Linked DNA regions of Gasterosteus aculeatus: region 1 is linked to region 2. Evidence: chromatin contacts called from public Hi-C data. All regions are on one chromosome and are shown on one strand. Each heading gives the region's core, a stretch centred on a gene start, on an enhancer-like site or on the middle of the called end of the contact. The rest is flanking DNA. Distances are from core to core; before and after follow the strand shown. Region 1 overlaps LOC120823898 (tumor protein 63). Region 2 holds the start of LOC120824463.

What was found. A called contact is a pair of places that touch in the nucleus more often than the background predicts.
Region 1: a contact with region 2 is called in a Hi-C map of skeletal muscle, with 9 times the contacts expected there. The contact joins the enhancer-like site here to the promoter of LOC120824463 in region 2. A contact is called at or near these places in 3 of 6 Hi-C or Micro-C datasets (skeletal muscle and tail fin).

Annotation. Positions count from the first base shown.
Region 1 is chr8:20,823,929-20,830,256 of fGasAcu3.hap1.1, forward strand. It overlaps LOC120823898 (tumor protein 63), which reads left to right. Exons shown (of 12, transcript XM_040184361.2): 2 at 185-442. It overlaps LOC144411494 (a long non-coding RNA gene), which reads right to left and starts at 1,627. Exons shown (of 2, transcript XR_013468681.1): 1 at 1,107-1,627; 2 at 343-536. Within about 2 kb of position 5,078, at least 2 of the 9 cell types and tissues checked have open chromatin away from gene starts, as enhancers often do.
Region 2 is chr8:20,736,163-20,743,001 of fGasAcu3.hap1.1, forward strand. LOC120824463 reads right to left here and starts at 2,033. Exons shown (of 10, transcript XM_040185352.2): 1 at 1,881-2,033; 2 at 1,572-1,637; 3 at 919-1,254; 4 at 510-701; 5 at 86-280. The coding sequence starts at 1,940. It overlaps LOC120824312 (growth arrest and DNA damage-inducible protein GADD45 beta), which reads left to right and starts at 5,958. Exons shown (of 4, transcript XM_040185039.2): 1 at 5,958-6,598; 2 at 6,810-6,839. The coding sequence starts at 6,555.

The DNA.
Region 1 (6,328 bases), core at 3,828-6,327, 91 kb after region 2:
TTCTTTCTGTGACGGCCGTTATTTTACATGAAACATTAGTCTCCTGTTTTTCGGTCCATGTTTATTTTGAAGGGACAAACACACGTATGCAGAAAACAGCAGAAACAATCATCAAATGCGGTTGCTTGCGGCATTTTTCCTTCCTTTAAACAACACAGAACTGTCTATCGATCTCTGTCCACAGTCCCAGTACACCAACCTGGGGCTCCTGAACAGCATGGACCAAAGCATCCAGAACGGAGGCTCCACCTCCACCAGCCCCTACAACAACGACCACGCCCAGAACAGCGTGACCGCCCCCTCGCCCTACGCCCAGCCCAGCTCCACCTTCGACGCCCTCTCCCCCTCGCCGGCCATCCCGTCCAACACCGACTACGCCGGGACGCACGCCTTCGACGTGTCCTTCCAGCAGTCGAGCACGGCCAAGTCGGCCACCTGGACGGTAAGAAAGGCCGCCGGCCCGAGTCCCGCAGGAAGTGGCGGCGTGTTTTCCGGTGGGATGCGAGGAGTCTTTAGTTAATCTCCCAACGTGCAGTCTGTGTGGGAAAAGATGGCGGCCAGAAGCCGCCTGATGTTTTAGATCGGAAAACTTTACAAAAACTGGGGAATCCGAGGGAAATTGTTGTTGTTTTTTAATCTAATACGAGACATTTTAACGGTCTGCAAGGAACTTGTGAACTAGTGAATAATACGGCTCGTCACGCTGTGAACCGCCATGTTTGTTCATGAACTCCGGCTTTTCAGGAAACATTTATTTCCAAAATATGTCAGACATACGAGGAATTTGACATGGTGGTTGGTGCGTGACATCAAACAGTAAGACAGATAAGACAACATTGTGCAAGAAAATGTTTACAAATGTACAATTTAAATAAAATATAAGCCAATGAGGGGGATATAGAATAGACAATTTACTATTTTTTTCATGAATTGATTAAAATTTAAAATAAAAGTTAAAAATAAAGTGCACAAACAACTGTGTTGTGGGTGAATGCGAAGCCTTTGACCTTTAACGTGGCGTTTTTAGCGGCTTTAGTGAGGACGTGAAGTCGTGTGACCGCGCTCGGGTTCCTTTAACCCGTGAACATAATACGAGTGAACAGAACCTGTTAGATAACCGTTGGTTTGATGTGCAGATTGTCTTCTGTAGTAATCCAACATCCAATGCAAGAATCCCGTTGGCCGGTTTTGGAGGGAAGGGAGGAGGAAGTAACCTTCGGGTTGCACAACTTGGCCTCGCGGCGTCACCTGAGCCGCGAGGCTTCAGAGAGCGGGACGCGGTCCTCGGGCCGCCGTCCCCCCGACAGACGTCTTCTCGTGTGGACTCTGGACTCTTTCCAGATGTGGCACACCTGAGCTCCGTCAGGCCGGCCGCGTGACGGATGAGTTCACCTCACATCCGAGTCTCGCGTGTCCGAGTGCTGACAGACTGTGGAAATCTCTGCCGGGGATCTCGTCTGAGTTCTGTTGGTGACGGAGGAGACGTCACCGCGTGCCGCTCCGTTACCCGGCTCCTCCGCCTCCCCCTCCTCCGCCTCGTTAAATAGAGCAAGGCTGCTGTTGTTGTGTCAATCAAAGCCGTCGCCGTGGCAAAGAGGACAGGTTCACTTTCGTTCTTGATTCACATGCTGCTGATTACGTCATTTATTCATTTATTTAGTACCTGGTCTCGTCTTTAAATATTTTTTTTACAAACTTAAGATAAAATCTGCATAAAATCCAGATAAGATGTCACACAGGAGGCCGACGCCCACTCAAGACAGGTGACTAACTGTATAAATTTACTAGAACATTTAAAAACGATAACAAGCAAATAGTAAATAATTAAAAAAAGAAGCATTAAAACGAAAAAGACAGATAAAAACGGTAATTTAGCAGAAACAAAGCGGTAAAAAAAAAAAACGATTTATATCCACATCAAGAAATAAAATAAACTCTTAAATGTAAAGAAATTGCTCAACACTGAAGATCTGATATTTGATTCATTCATATTGAACGAAGCCACCGTAGTGAGGTGGAGGGAAGTGAAGTCGAGTTGAAATGGGTGGAGTTAAGGGAAGTCAAGTGACTCGAAGCGAAGTAAAGTGACATACGCCGGGTGAGGTGAAGTCGGGGCGTGATGGACCGTCCCAACGGATTCCTCCGGGACACCCTGACTGTGGGATCGTGACACTCGCTCACTTCCCACACCGCCTCACGCGTCCCGCTCATTTGCAGCGTCCCAAAAGTGTTTGTGCGAAGTGCGGGCGGGTGAGCGGCACGCCTCGTCACAACACATGACGCAAGACTGGTTGGATGGGTCCGACTCCACATGGAGACCAGTAGATGGCTATTCGTTACCACGCGTGCTTTCTCACCTCTGTGGTCTTTGCCAAAAAAGTTACCACAACATCAGGCCTCATTTGCATGTTCAAACACAACAACACCTAAAGTGGTTGTAAATGAACCTGCGTCGCACGTTTATGATATTAACTTAAACAGAGGTAATAATTCTGCATGATTACAAAAAGAATTCATGTCTGAAAGGAAAGAAATAGTGAAGAAATATATATATATATATATATATATATACACAGTAAATATATACAGTAAATATAAGTTATAAAATCTATATTGGATGTTGATGCAGGTTTTTTTTAGTTGAAACTTCTTCATCTCTTATTGATTTGGTTTTAAATTATCTGGAAATCACGGCCTTCTAGACTTTTGTGTTAATGGTGGAGCTGTTTTTTATTATATTATAAAAACATTCAAAAGAAGCCAAACAACATCTGACTGTTATTTCGGTCCTTTCGCCCGCTGAAGACATTTCACTTTGTCCCGGAAAGACTCCTCTGTGGGTTCCACTCAGAAGGTCCCTCATCTAATCCGTGCAGATCTGTGCCAAAACTCCAGGATGTGAGCCGCTGGTGGACTGGTCCTCTGGTGGACTGGTCCTCTGGTGGACTGGTCCTCTGGTGGACTGGTCCTCTAGTGGTCTGGTCCTCTGGTGGTCTGGTCCTCTGGTGGTCTGGTCCTCTGGTGGTCTGGTGGACTTGTGGTCTCCTTCTCTGGCGTTCTAATGTTCTGACGGTCAGCTGGTCGGACGTCTCCCTGTGCACGGATCTTTTTTGGAGACCTGCAGGATCCTCCTCAGGACTTAGTGGACAGTTGCTTTTCTGATGACTGTCTCAGATTGAGACACACCTAATCTGCAGCCCACACCTTAACCTCTTCCTGTCTGGGACGAGAGTGACACACACGCACACGCTCAGCATTTCCCAGAAGGCTGCTCCCACCCGGCTTCCTCGTGGGCACTCCTTCTTCTCTGTGAACTCCCTCTGAACGCAGCGCATGCATCCATGCTTCTGTTGTGCTTCTGAAGTTGTGTGTGTGTGTGTGTGTGTGTGTGTGTGTGTGCAGAGGAATGTCAGAGCAGCAGGGATTACAGTAATGGATGGAGGGCCTGCAGATAATGCTCGTGTAAATAGCGTGTGGCTCTCGGCTGAACCCGTTGCTCTGAGAGTGGGCTCCGTCTTTTTCACAGACTTAAGCTCCGTGGTCGCATCTCACATTGCGCCGCAGGAGGGGGTGGAGGTGGAGGTGGAGGTGGAGGAGGAGGAGGAGGAGGAGGAGAGCATTTGCATTGCTCAAAGAGAAGAGTGTTCCAGCGAAAGGCGGCAAGACGCAGCTTGTCGCTGGAACATCTGCGGGCCCGTCCCACGCCTCACGAGATGGAGCCGAGACTTGTTTGTGTCAGAGCGCCTGTCCCGACTCGCCCGGGAGACGGAGCCCTGAGAGCCGCACGGGGGAATTTATTCTCCTTCTTTTCCTTCTTTTTTTTTTTTTTTTATGAGCCGGGCTGAGGAGGAGATCTTCATCGTCGAGGTGGAAAAAAAAAAAAAAATAGCTGTGTGATCTGAGAGCAGCAGCAGTGATTCACCGCGACGCGCTGCAGTTGTGTAAATAGAGAAGCGAAGATGTGAGAACGTCATCGTCTCTCAGCTCTCAAACCGACCGCGTGTTATGTTTGCGTGCAGACATCAGGTGCTGAACTAATAACTAATATCCTGGGCTCTAACAGCCTTCATCTTCATCACAGATCCACCTATCAGGCGATCCGCGAACGCGTCACGTGGGATTTCTGACCGAAAGTCACCGAAACGCAGCCCGGATTGTGAGAGTGAAGTTTTGTTTAAAATCCCGCCCCCAAATAAAGACAGATTATGTTAAAAAAGAGCTCCTGAGCGAGGATCCATTGAGACAGACTCTCCTCAGTGTGTGAAACACGTTAGAATCCATCGTCTCCCGATGTTTGTAAAATCGTTTTTCTGCAGCACTTTTACATTGCAGTGAAAATCAAGGTCACAGAGACAGAACGCTCCCTAAACCCTCGCCGGGGGGGGGGGATTCAGGGGGTTAAACCCGCGTGTTTGACTCTCGGCCCGTCGGTGTTCAGGTGTCACCGCCCTCGCAGAAAAGGTCGCGCTCCTCCCCTCCGCCTCGGCGTTGCACCAGGGGCAGGTGTCTCACCTCCGTCCTCCGAGTGAAGCAACTGTTGAATGAGACAGATCAGGGAGAAGCTCCGGGCGTGACGGGACACGCCAGGAATGAAGAGGACAAGACCGGAGGCGCCAAACGGCGCTTGTTTAAGGCCCTCCGTGTTTGTCGGGACTTGACTGGAGCATGCGCCCGCAGCGCCTGTCAGCCGCGGAGGAACGCCACAGCGCCGGGCCTGCCCCGACCTGCGGCGCACGGGAAGTGTGTGTGTTTTGTGCGTGTTGGAAAGTGGCCACGCACACATGCACGGCAGTGGAGGCATTAATAGGAGGACGTCCTGCAGCCGTGGGGGGGGTCGGGGGGTCGGGGGTTCGCCTCCTCCTCCCCCTCGCCTAGTCACGTGCGTGTTTTCCCTGCAAACACGCTTTCGGGCGGTTGTGTGATGGAGCGGCTCCGCATTGTGCCGCCGAGTGTTTGCAGTTCACATTGTGACCAATGAAAGGCTCATAATTACATGTTAACACCTGAACGCACCGCGCCCTGTGTGAGCCACTGAATCCCATCAGTCAACCCGCTGTCCTCCGCCCTGAACGCTCCAGCAGCGCATAGCTGAGTGTGTGTTTAAAGTTTGTACCCCGAGGGTTGGGAGGGAGTCGTGTGTGTGTGTGTGTGTGTGTGTGTGTGTGTGTGTGTGTGACTGTAGGATTATGATCTAAACAAACCTCTCTTCTCTGATTAGATCTCTGATTCTGCCTTAAAGCAGCCTGTTGCTGAGCGTCTTCACCTCCTCCTGCTCCTCCTCCTCCTCCTCTCTGTGCTCGTCTCCACCTCATTTAGCTGAGTGACGGAGGCACACGGGGTATCAGGTTAGGAGCAGCTCCAACCATCCATCTTAGGCTTTTCTTTTCTTTCCCGAAGCTGCTTTGATTTCAGACAACAGTCAGTTCAATGTCTCAAAGCATCACATCGTGTGACGGGAACGCGTCCTTAAAGCATCTAAACATGGCCGCCGCCTTCACAGTGCAGATCAAAAGAACATATGACCGCATCGATATAATCACAGGACCTCCCTGTTGGTCTCTTGTATTAAGGAAAATTCTTTTCACGAGGAGTGTCTTTCTATAGCAAGTTTATTGCTTATTTAATGAAATGGCACTTTTCTTGTTTCTTGTTCTTCTGGGTTTGTATCTGTATGGTTGAAATGCACTTATTGTAAGTCGCTTATGATAAAAGGGTCAGCTAAATGACATGTCATGTAATGTAAAGTAATGTAATGTAAAGTAAAGTAACGTAATGTAAAGTAGGAGCTCCTCATTTTAGTGAGTTTAGTCACACGACCGACATGTTGAAGACACTTCAGCTGAAGAGGGTCAAAGAATTAAAGATTCATCACTACGTGAAGACGAAGACTTTTATAGTTATTATAAAAGATAATCGGTATAAACTTTACCGTTAATTTATGGGAATTATTGAAGTAAACGTCTTCTATATTTTGGTCTGAAAGAAGACTTGTTTGGGAGACAAAACAAGTCTTCAGTTTAGTGAAAATCTCTTCTGGTCTTCACCCTCGATCAGGACATGAAGAACTTGTCTTGTCTCTCCACGACGTGGACAAAAGCTACAGCACGAATTCGATCGTCTATGGAGCGTTGACACGGCTCTCCGCCTGCTGTCCGTGGGTTAGCTGGAGAGGAAACACCGGTTCATCTCAGAACCAGAACCTGAGGTGGTCTCCTGCTCGTTGAGCCCCGAGCTGAAGAAGGTGTCATTCGAGGGGTTTATTTGGGGGGACAGAAGGGCGCTGGAGACGGACCCCGCGGGGGCCCCCCCGTGATGAGAGGCAGGCCGG
Region 2 (6,839 bases), core at 783-3,282:
TACAATAATAATAATAATAATGAGAGTCAATGAAAACGTAAATCAGAGGGGATGTTGGTTGAGAGCCAGGACCAGGTTTTGATACCTTGGCTGCAGGAGGTCTGCCGGATCCGTGGAGCTCGTTGTGTCTCAGCAGGCTGCCGACGTCCTTTTCCTCCTCGTTGTTGTAGTTGTCGAAGCGAACGCGGCAGCGTTGACCCTTGACCCACAGAACGACAGCCGGATAAACCAGACCGTCCTCTGAGAACACGGCCCGACACACCGAACCAGGTTTCCAGTCCTGAAACACGCAGAGAGCTTTGCTAGGTGTCCTCAAGGGACACGAGAACAGCATCCAGGTGTTGAAAACCATATTTTAACGACATGTGGACACGTGCAAACATGTTAGGGACATAGACTCCATTGTTGGGGAGCTTTTGTAAAAACAGCCATTAAATAAATTCAAGGGGATTTCTCGTCTTAATAGTCTTAACAGTTTCATTTCAGGGACGTCGTCTGGTAAACGGTACCTTGGAGTTCTGTGTCGCTGGTTGCGGCACCACAGCCACTGGACTTGTGAGCGCGCTCACATCCACGTCCTCCTGGTTGCCGTAGCCGTTGAAGAAGACTCTGCAGCGCTCTCCGTCCACAGACAGCACCGTCGCCGGGTACACCCGCCCGTCCTCCGACCACACCGCCCGACACTGAGACCCCATCACCCACTGAGAGACAGGGACACTACTGCTGAAGCCAATCGGTCAAATAGTCCGGCTGGGAATTATCGCAGCAGGTTTTATACTACGAAGGCAAAAGATGAGATGAGGCAAAAATACTAAAACTATGATGCCGATACATTAAATACACACAATATTTTCTACAAAATACAAAGTCTTGGTCCAGTTTTCCACATGAAAATCGTTTTATAAAACACACCCTCACCTTTGACTCTTTAATGGAGGATTCAGCTGCAGGTTGACGAACCGTCTGCCCTTCCTGCCTTCCATCTGGTTGTCCGTTTGTCTCTTCAGCCTGCTGTCGGTCTTCCTGTGTGTCCTGCTGTCGGTCTTTCTCTCCGTCCCTCTGTGTGTCCTGCTGTCGGTCTTTCTCTCCGTCTCCCAGTGTGTCCTGCTGATTGTCTTTCTCTCCGTCCCTCAGTGTGTCCTTCTGCCCGTCTTCCTCGGTGTCTCTCTCTTCAGCCTGCTGTCTGTCCTCCTGCTCTGGTTTCTCTGTGCCGTCCGTCTCTTCTGGCGCTGCAGGTTCTGTCGGTTCAACATGCTGCCATCCAGAATTAGAAAACACTACAATATCCGCGTTGTACTAAAGGTAAAAAACGAGGCCCATCGGATTCTAATTAAATTGGGCAAGTTTGTGCTGTCATTTGTGGGTGCAAAGTGTCAATTGTTAGAACCATGTTAATTTTTTTTTATTCTAACAATTTAATTTGATATCAGATGTGGTGTTTTTTAATCTAGTATTAAAATTGGCCGACGTTTGAATAGTTTGGTAAACTGCTCTCTTTCATGTGAAACGTTGACACATAAACTATTTGTTTCATTGGCATAAAAACTGTAAAATTAAATAACAAAACACACCTGCAAAAATTCCAAAGGGTTTTCAAAAGTTTCTATGAGTGAAGTTTCGTGTGTAACGGTCTCCGCCTGCGGACATGAGAGGTAACCGTTAGCATGTAGCGTTAGCTTTAAATGTAGCTAGCTAGCATGCTAACCGCAAAGTTCATACATATCTATGGTAAAGTGAGCCAACCGGCCGGTTGAGTGCGTGGTTGTTAGCTAGGCTGGTTAGTCAGTTAGTTAAGCTAGTTGATTGCTACCAGTTGAGCAGTTAACATATTTATGTTTTATAATTAAAAACTGAATATGAGAAACGAATAAAGACCGTACCGGCTCCACGGCCCCGCCGAGGACGGGATCTTCTGTCATTTCCGTCATGGCTGCCATCATCAACGGGAACAATCCGGGAAAGATTTAACGGACAAACCCATGCGTCAAGTTTACCGGATATTGGGAGGTCACTTCCGGATACACCTTTTCACAATAAATTATGCAAAATTAGTAAAAGAATATCAAAACATGGGGCGGCACGGTGGCGTGGTGGTTAGCACTGTTGCCTCACAGCAAGAAGGTCCTGGGTTCGATTCCACCCAGTGGCCTTTCTGTGTGGAGTCTGCATGTTCTCCCCGTGTCTGCGTGGGTTCTCTCCGGGTTCTCCGGCTTCCTCCCACAGTCCAAAGACATGCTCTGGGGATCAGGTTAATTGGGGACTTTAAATTGCCCGTAGGTGTGTGAATGTGAGTGTGAATGGTTGTATGTCTCTGTGTAGCCCTGCGATTGGCTGGCGACCAATCCAGGATGTACCCTGTCTATCGCCCGAAGTTGGCTGGGATGGACTCCAGCCCCCCCGCGACCCTGTGTGCAGGATAAGCGGTTTGACAATGGATGGATGGATGGATGGATGGATATCAAAACATGTTATGGGAAAGAAATGTCCCAAAACACAAATGTCATGGATATGAAGTCAAATTATAATGGATCAAATAGTTTTTATATATATATATATATATATATATATATATATATATATATATATATATATATATATATACATATATATATATATATATATATATATATATATATATATATATTTATTTTTTTATTTAAAAAAAAAATCTAAATATGTATGAGAATGTCATTGAATGTCCAAACATCCAAACAAGCCATAACATATCAGTTAGTTAATGTTATAGGACAAAAAGTTTGATTGTATTAGTTTGAACAATTTAATTTAAAAAAACTATAATAGTTCAAAAAAACAAAAATAATATTAGGCCAAAAAATCAAAATGGTAACTGAACAAAAACACAAAAATTAGTTTGGTTGAGAAATGAACGAACTGTGACTGAGAAAAAAAGCCAAAATAGGTCTTAAAATTTGTGAAAAAAAAGTCTAAATAAATGAAGTGGAAACATTTGATGGAAAAAAGTGTGGACGTAATAGATCAAGAAATATTGTTGAAAAATGTCAAAATAGGTCAAGAAATGTGTTGTATTTTGTTAAAACCTTGCTAGTATCCCAAAGCACCTCGTTAAAATAAAGTTATCTGATTAAGCGTGATCCAACGCTTTGACCCTGCTTTAACCACACTGATGACGACATCAACGCGTCACACGCGTTGATGTCGTCAGCTCTGATTCCTTTTAATATGAAACAACAAACAGGATCGATTTCAGAGACAAACCGGCAGCTTAAAGTCTGCAGGAACGAACTGAAAATAAAATCAGGAGGAAGCTGCTTAAAATGCAAAGTTGACATTCAGCAGCAGAGTGTGTCGACTTTCAAGGCTTTTTAGGACGTGTGAGATGGAAATGATGCCGAGAGGAAAAACTGCAGACTGCAGACGAGTGTCAAACCAGCAGGAGGGTTCACACACACACACACACACACACACACACACACACACACACACACACACACACACACACACACACACACACACACTAAAACATCAGATCTGTGTATTGTGAAATAAAAGGTTTAATTAGTCCGTTTGTGGATTCTTGGATTCACATCTGGGTCTAAATCTTGCCTCTTTAAAATGGCATTATTGAACCCTTAAAACAGCCTTGATGCTTTCAATTTGAAACTTTAATAGTCTCCTGAAAATGTATCTTAACCTTAAACGTCCGTAGATTTTAAGCTTTAAAAGAAGGAGACCTTTATTTCCCCTTTTAACACATTAAACTCTTAAACTCTGTATGAATGAAAAGCCTTTCAAAGTAAAGATAAATAAAAAGTAGAAACACACTTGGCTCACAGAAACTTCTTTTGTCTTTTATCATCACGGAAGCAGCGACAGTTTCTGAAACCTGAAAGATGTTTAATTCTAGTTTTACATTTTAAGGAACTGAACTAATATTATTCTGTAAAATGTATTGTTCTTTAGGGATGGTTTTCTGTCCCTTCATTAAACTTCCTTTTGTTAACTTAATAAAATCAGTGATTGACGACCCGCTGATCAGTGATCAATCGACCCATCGACACCTCGTAGCAGACGGATGAGACGCTTCACGCGACGATTCCTTGACTTTCCTCTCCAACTTTCTTTTACTCTTGAAAACTTTCTTTTAAACTATTTTTTTAAGAAGCAATACTTTATCATTAATATGCTCCCCTTTATTACCATAAAATCACAATCTTTCTATAATAAACTTCATTTACATCATGAAGCCTCTGAGCATTTAGATCTAAAAGTACATTTTGTCCGTATTAAGTGTATTTGTTTATAAAGTAATACTCTAGTATTTAAATTCTTTAAACTTTAACCTGATACGTTTACATATTTCTATATATTTTAGCTTCGCACCTTTAAGGTTTTTTCACTTGGTTGAACTGAATGTTTTTAAGATCAAACTCTCAAATGTTATGGACATTTTTATTTGATTTACTTCAAGTATTTGTTTTCTGTATCTTTTTGGTTCTAAATTAATCGTTTAAAAGTTTCCATCAGATGATTATTTCTTCCCTCATCGTTAATCAGGAGTTTATCACCAAGGGATAGAGATTTAGGTATTGATCACTTATTGTTTTCATCAGAGCAGCACAAGGTCATGTGATCAGCCCTCATCATCATTGTGATTGACTGCTAACAGGCTTCATCAATAATCAATCTCACCTTTCACGTCTCCTTCAGAGTTCACATTGAAGGGTCTTTTGTGTCTTTTACTTGTATTGAAAAGGTTCAATAATGTGTTTTTATTGTGGTTAACAAGCTTGTGACCAAAAAACAAACACTTTAATATATGAACAATTTTAAAAACAAGGTATTGTAAATGTTTACAATATTCAATGTGGGTCATGTTTACAATAACGTTATAAAAATGTTAAACCTTTATTTTAAATCAAAAGTTTACTATCAAGACAAACCCGAATAGTTTAAGATCCCCGTAAACTTGAACAGAGCAGCAAAGTTGCTTAACCTTTAACTTTATGGCTTCACATCAAAAGAAGGATGTTTTACGGTGAGAGAAAAGTGTTCTACTTTCCTTTGTAGTTTTAATGATAAACTGTGAAGAACGCGGAGTTAATAAAAATAATAAACTGTATGATTTTGTTGAGAATTCAAGGAGAAAAATAACACAATTGTACATTTCAACCGAAATGTTATTATTTAAAAACATTTCCACTCATAGTTACTGACGGTCTTAAAATCCTCCTGTAGGAACCGGATCAGACCAGCAGGTGGCAGCAGAGAACCAGGCGAGGATTTTAATCTCTACTTTACCCCCAACTTCAACTAATAACTTCCTATTTTATAGATTATGAAATCTGAATGAATTTGTAAAATAAGTGTTGTAAGAGTCAGACTGAATGGAAGATCATGTCCGAATTAAATACAATAATACAGCAGATTTAATTTAAACGCCGTATGAAGATCAGAGTGAAAGAAACATGAAATTAGAAATGAATCTAAATGTTGCCTTCAGGCTTCATTCGTTGTTCAGGTTGACGAAACATTATTTATGTTGAAAATGGAAACTTTCCTTCACCAAACAGAGACTCACCTCTTGTTTAAATGCACTTATTGTAAGTCAATTTGGATGAAAGCTGAACGCTAAACCCAGAAACCAAACCCCCCCGCATCAGAACCAGTTCCTCAGCGTGCCCCGACATGTCCTCCTGGTCCCGCTGCTGCAGCGTCACTGCGGGGCCGCAGGGGGGCGCCGGACGCGTGTGAACATGCGCGTGCGTCTGTCTGTGCTTGTGATGAAGCGCATTTACTCGAAATAAAAGCGTTGCACCAATGGTTTTATGTTATGATTATGTTACCAGTCAGCCCTCTGGTCCCGGTTCTGGTCCCGGTTCTGACCGTGTCAGAAACAATAACCACGAGTGCGTCTCGCGACTTTCCCCTCGTGCGTATCGACGCGCTTTTTCCATCTTTTATTTTTAACCCATGTTGCACAACCTGCTGCCCGCGAGCCACGTAACAGTCCAACACGAGGCCGGTCACCTGCTGCAGCTTCATGGAGGCGGTGCAGAGGGAAGAAGTGCGTAGAAGGTGCAGGTGGAAGGAGCAAGGTGAAGGAGAAGAGAGGAGGTGCAGCGAGAAGGAGCAGAAGCTGGAAATTCCGCCAGTCTGAAATAACTCCGTAAACAAACCTGGAGGGTGTGAAAACCGGGAGGAGGAGGAGGAGGGGGAGGAGGAGGGGGGGGGGGGGGGAGAGAGCGGGGGTTTCTCCGAAACCACCCACGTGGGATCTCCAGCGTGTGCTGCGCACTCAGCCAATGAGCGCAGGGTACGGGGGATCTATTGTCAGCGGCGGACCAATGAGGTGACGGGCGGCCGGGTGGGGTGACGCCCACTGCGGGGAGAGAGATAAAAGGACCCGGGTTTTGCGCTTCGGAGGCAGACGGCTTCTCTCTCACGGACCTTTGAATTCACTCTGCGGGCTTCAGAGCATCTCTGCGCCGCTCCGGATTAACGCTTGTTTGGGACTCTGTTCCGGGATACTTGTTTTTATCCTGGATTTAGTGGATTATTTTACCGACTTCAACATGACTCTGGAAGAGTTCATCGGCTCCAACAGCACCGAGAAAAGGTGAGTCCCTGACGCGTCCTGGCTGGCACCGGCGCGTAATTGCGCGCCGGCACGCAGTAGAACGTTAAACCCTGGATACAATTGCATCATTTTCTATATTCATTTAGTTTTTAGAAGCACAACCCGGTCTCTTGAATCGCGCCGGGAGCCGTTTCGCGTGTTCTCGCTCTGCCGGTTTCGGCCACGTTTCTAACCTTCCGTGTCCCTGCAGGATGGAGACGGTGACTGCGCTGGAAGAGCT